Regions from separate parts of the Mus musculus genome. Here region 2 is linked to region 1. The links are chromatin contacts, called in public Hi-C maps. All regions are on one chromosome and are shown on one strand. The core of a region is the stretch at or near the end of the contact, and the rest is flanking DNA. Distances in the headings are between cores, read along the strand shown. Region 1 overlaps Ppp2r3a (protein phosphatase 2, regulatory subunit B'', alpha). Region 2 has its middle 35 kb from the start of Ppp2r3a.

Region 1 (2,554 bases), core at 22-2,521:
TTCTCGCCTACACATGCTTTCTTTTTACTGTGCTCCTGCCTACCTTTATGGGCTAGTGGCAACTGTCCTTGCAAACCTCAGTATAATTGATTCAAGTTTCCATTCTCTTATTTCATCATTCATCCACTGGTTTCTTGAGACAGCTCTTGGTATTTTAATAGTGTAGGTTATATCCTCTTGCTGTCTCCAGTGCTAGGATTACAGGCAGGCACGAGCAAGCACCATCATGCACAGCTCTTTTTCCTATTCTAATCTTCTGTTACAAATAGATCTTAGTGGGAAATCAGAGAGCCATTTAGATATGTGCGTAAACCAAAGAGTCAGGATTCACCGAACTCCCAGACTACAGAGTTCGTGACAGTTATTCTGATTATTTCATAGCCTTTTCTTGTTTCTGACCAGATTCTTTAAAGATTTCCATACAACATTATTTTGATTATATTCTTTCTCAACTTTGATCCTCAACTTTGTTTTTCTCATTCTTAGAAACAAACAACAAGAAAACATCCCGTCCTGGTCCCCCTACCCCCCTCGCAACCTAGTTCATTTTATGTTGGCCAACTCTTCCAAACTCTTCCAATGAGGTTTGCCCTGGAGAACTGTTGATACACCCAGGATCACTCCATTAAGAAAACTGATTTTATCTCTTCCAAATACTATCAGTTCCTGCTAGGTTCTTAACGATGGCTGATGTTAAATTCTACAGTTTCCTGAGATGCTCCATGCTTACCGCGACTGGCTAGGGAGGAGGCTGGATACAGTGGAAACAGCCCTGCTTTGTCCATTTTATACTGAGTTTTGTTTTAGATTCCATCTAACAAGATTTTTTTACTACTAAAACAATTTGAAAACCATTCTTAACAATCTGGCTTCTAGATGTATGTAGCTCAGTTGCATAGTTACACTTTAAAATGAAAAATTATAGTTATACTTTACAAGTATAGATATACTTTAAAATGAAAAAAAATCACCATAAGGTATATGGTGGTATATACCTTAATCCTAGCATTTGGGATTAAGAGTTTGATGTTAGCACTGGCTATACAGTAAGACGCCGTTATTAACAAACAAAAAATTTCAGAAACAACCAGCCAAAGAAACAAACAAAAAACCCCCTTTCATACTCCAAAAATAAATTCCATTTTTAAAAGGTACAAAAAAAAATATCACCTGAAGTAAAGGGATAAAATCCTCTTGTTCTAGATAGCTGCAGCTGGGCTTTGCCAGAAGCCAGATGAACTTGGCAGCATCGTCATGACGGTTACTTAGCAACCTACAAAAGAAACACTGGTTAGGAAGATCTGGTGCTCAGAACATACAATGACTACACACTTACAGGCTGGTAATTTTAGGCTGACTTGGGTGCTATTTAGATTAAGAATCAAATGTTCTTTGTCTTTTCATTTTCAGTGCTGGGAATTAAAGGGTAAGCTTTGTGCAAGTCCCCTACTACTGTTACCCCTGACCATGGCTTCCATGCTTCTGGTTTTTGTCAAAGGAGTGTCAATTACAGGATGGTGAACTTTTCTTCTGGGATGTTTTTGAGACCGAGACCATGGGGTGAAACTAACTGATAAAGGTAAATGTGTTATTAGGGAGAAGGCTCATTCAGTTAAGCCTCACGGGGCTTTAAACTCTGACTTTTAAAGAACAAGCTTCGGGACGAAGCCCTCTGTCACGTGTTCTGACTTTCTAGAATTCCTCACCTCCAACCATAGTTCCATAGACCCTGACAGAAAAGTCAAAGCACTGAAAAAGCAAAACAACTACTTTTTCCTGGACTTTGTTTTTTATGTTTGTTAGTTTTTGTAAAAATGGTGGTGCTAAGCCAGGCAGAGGTGGCACATGACTTTAATGCCAACACTTGGGAGGCAGAACTAGGGCAATCTTGGTGAGTTTGAGGCCAGCCTGGACTACAGAACTAGTTCCAGGACAGCTAGTTCCAGGACAGAAACCGTGTCTTGAAAACAAAACCCAGAACAATAACAATAGGGAAAAGGGTGCTACTCAGACTTTGTTTTCTGGGTTTGAAACTTTGGGGTCATTTAATTTTTTCTTATCATCTATATCTAATTATTAACTCCAGATTTTCTGATTTTCCTTCATTAATCAAATTGATTATTGAATGCAAACTGTATGTCAGGTATTTTATCTGGCCTTGAATGGGTTTGGATAAAAGAAAATGAGATAGTTTTATTCCCTATAAGGAATGTACAGTTCAGTGTTTGGTTTCCAACAGAATCATACGACTGTGGAACCACTGCGGTATTGAGTAATGAGTACAGCTGTCATGAAAGCACAGAGCAGGCCCGTGAGATTTCCAGCAGAGAAAAATAGGAAAGAAAGAAGTGTTGTGGTGAGGAGGGCCGCATGCACAGATGCCTGGTGAGAGAGTCATTACAGCGTCTGGGCAACACCCAGTGCAGAGCTCGTAAGAGGAGGGGAGAATTTAAGGTGCTTGTTCTAAATCCAGCCCAAAGGCACTCTGACAGCAGGGAAATGATTTCCTTATGCTTAGGACTTCACTATTCAACTTCAAATTCTATACAGCTCT
Region 2 (2,554 bases), core at 34-2,533, 110 kb after region 1:
TATCTCCAAGAAGAAATGAAGACAGCTAGAATATGAGTACTATTAGAGCAGATATTTATATAGCAATCTCTTTTTGTTTCTTCCAATGCTTCTATGCTTTGACAAAACTTCCTCGCTATGAAGAGCATTGCACATTTATCTTGTTTCACTTTCATACTGAAAACCCTATGCAGGAAAATATGACCAACAGCAACTATTAGGGATTAGAAGCAAACTGGAAGATTCTGTAAGAGCCCTGGGTCTGAGGAATATGGTGTTGGGGTAGAGGTGTGAGCCAGAGTTACTGGAGTTTGAAGTCTCCTTCTAGCACAGGCTAATGATATATGATTTCTGAATATTATTATTACTAATTATTAGTAGTCTTATTTTGCCAGTAGGGCAATTCAGAAGGCAATTTGGCCAAAATTAAGAGAGATGTATTAGAATTCAAACCCAAAGCCAGAATCTTCCTAATAACCAGTCAGAGCCTAGATAAAAAAAGGCTACCCTTTCAAATGAATTAGGATCAGAGGAGTGGACATTAAAAATAATGGTTTGAAAGATGGTGTGGATCAGTGTTTCTCAACCTGTGGGTCTCTACCCCTTCGGGGGTCAAAACCCTTCCATAGGGCTTGCCTAAGACAATCGGAAAACACAGATGTCTATATTACAATCCACAATAGCAGAATTACAGTTATGAAGTAGCAACAAAAATAATTTTATGACTGGGGTCACTATAATGTGAAAAACTCCAATGTAAAAACTCAATGTAAAAAACTGTATTAAGAGGTCTCAATGTTAGGAAGGTTGAGAACTGCTGGGAATGGCAGGGATGGGTGAACTGACTGCCAATTCATATGTCTGGGGATCTATGCTGAGTTATTGGTCACATGTAGTCAAGGCAGTATGTGTCAGGAAGTGCACAGACCTTTATGTCCAACATGTTTCTTCAGATCCCTTGCCTCCAGGAGTCACACCCCCCAATCAGACTAGAATTTCCTCTTCTCCAGTGGCACCAATGGTAGATTCTTCCTCAGGTAGTTGGATGCCTGCTAGATTGCATTCCCAAGCAACAACTAAATCGCTAGCCACAGAAATGGAGCCTGCTAGTTCACAGCAAGTACCACAAAACTCAATTTTATTCTGATCAGATTTCCCTAAATTCCATGGTTAAATAATCCATGTTAATTTTCTTAGATCGATAATAGTGAAAGATTGTACAATTGCACCCACAGTCTACAGTCATCCAGAGAATGGCATTTCTAATAGGGTCTCTGTGTTCAAAGAGAAGTGGCCATTGTGTATTGACAAAGACAAAACAAACCGTTCTGCTCACTACGTGTAATTTCTGTCTGTATTATTCACATGGCTGGACAATGAGATCCACGATGGAACAGTTTCACTTAGAACTAACATTGCTCAAATTATGCCCAAATCACTTACTCAACACAGTTATAACTGTGAATAATTCAGGCTGATTAAACTCTAAGATTAAGAAATTCAGCTTATTAAAGGCTACCAAGAAGAGTAAAATTTAGCAAGGCTTATTTGTAAGCATAGATCAGATAGTGCATGGAAACAGGCTTCTATTGTTTGCAAAGAAATTCTTAACACATGTAATATATTAATAAAACACCAGCTTATCGTGTCGATCAATAGACAACTGAAGATTGCCACAATCATTTTATAAGTAAAAATGACAGATATGAGATTTTATATTATGTTTTTCTCTTTCATAATAACTAAGGATATTTGATTAAAAATGGCCATTTTCTTTTCCTAGTTGCATTTGTTTGATTATTTTGCAGAAACTCTGGATGATGACTTAAGGTCTGTTCTGAAAATTTAAAATTTAGAAATAATCTGATAGCCATTTTTTAAAGAGGGAGCAAAAAAACATACCAAACTAATCACAAGACACTGGCATGAACATATTTAAAGAGTCTGTGTGGGTAAAAAAGCCACATTCTTGCCTCAGATGGTTCTTAAATATTTATTGATTCATACTTATATATGAAACTTCAACGGATATGAAGGCAGTCCCTGGTACAAAGTAGATAATTTATTAAGTGGTTAATATACTTCACCAAACCCAGATACACTTTTTAAAAATTATGGTATTTTAAACATTAAGAAAATCTTTCCAAATGCTGTGTGGTGTGTGTTTGTGGGAAGGAGTGGGGCACAAAGTCATTCCACACATTGGCTCTATTGTTGCGCTGCGTGGCAGTTTTAACGATCTTTTCTGTCACCTCTCCAACTTCTGCACCTGGGAATTTAAAAACCCACACATGATTGAAGGGCCCCATCCTTCTCCTCAGGACACCACACTTCTCACTCTTTATTTTTAGAAAGGAGGTCTGTTGGATTGGATGCACGTGCATGCTTTACTGTTTTTTGTTTTGTTTTTTTTGTTTTTTTTCAAGACTCCTTACAAAAATTATTTCCTTACAACACCCTCAGACTTAAAAGGCCAAATTTTGCTTCCCCCATTCAGTTTATCTTAACTGCTTTTGAACACTGTTACTGGGTCGTAACATCTCGGTTGCCAACGTTTATCTTGAATCTCTCCAGT

What was found. A called contact is a pair of places that touch in the nucleus more often than the background predicts.
Region 2: a Hi-C map of cortical glia shows a contact between it and region 1, with 2.1 times the contacts expected there. The contact joins two enhancer-like sites. A contact is called at or near these places in 50 of 484 Hi-C or Micro-C datasets (8-cell embryo, the AML12 cell line, the C2C12 cell line and 33 more) and 3 of 115 datasets of contacts at active chromatin or transcription factors (fibro-adipogenic progenitors, kidney and neural progenitor cells).

The regions. Positions count from the first base shown.
Region 1 is chr9:101,179,165-101,181,718 of GRCm38.p6, forward strand. Ppp2r3a (protein phosphatase 2, regulatory subunit B'', alpha) reads right to left here. Exons shown (of 14, transcript NM_001161362.3): 5 at 1,171-1,273. Among named protein-coding and RNA genes, the nearest start is that of Gm24338, 43 kb to the right of the region's middle. Within about 2 kb of position 1,272, at least 33 of the 459 cell types and tissues checked have an H3K27ac peak or open chromatin away from gene starts, as enhancers often do. A contact at or near this core is called in cortical glia, where this site is marked.
Region 2 is chr9:101,285,643-101,288,196 of GRCm38.p6, forward strand. No RefSeq gene overlaps it. Among named protein-coding and RNA genes, the nearest start is that of Ppp2r3a, 35 kb to the left of the region's middle. Within about 2 kb of position 1,284, at least 11 of the 459 cell types and tissues checked have an H3K27ac peak or open chromatin away from gene starts, as enhancers often do. A contact at or near this core is called in cortical glia, where this site is marked.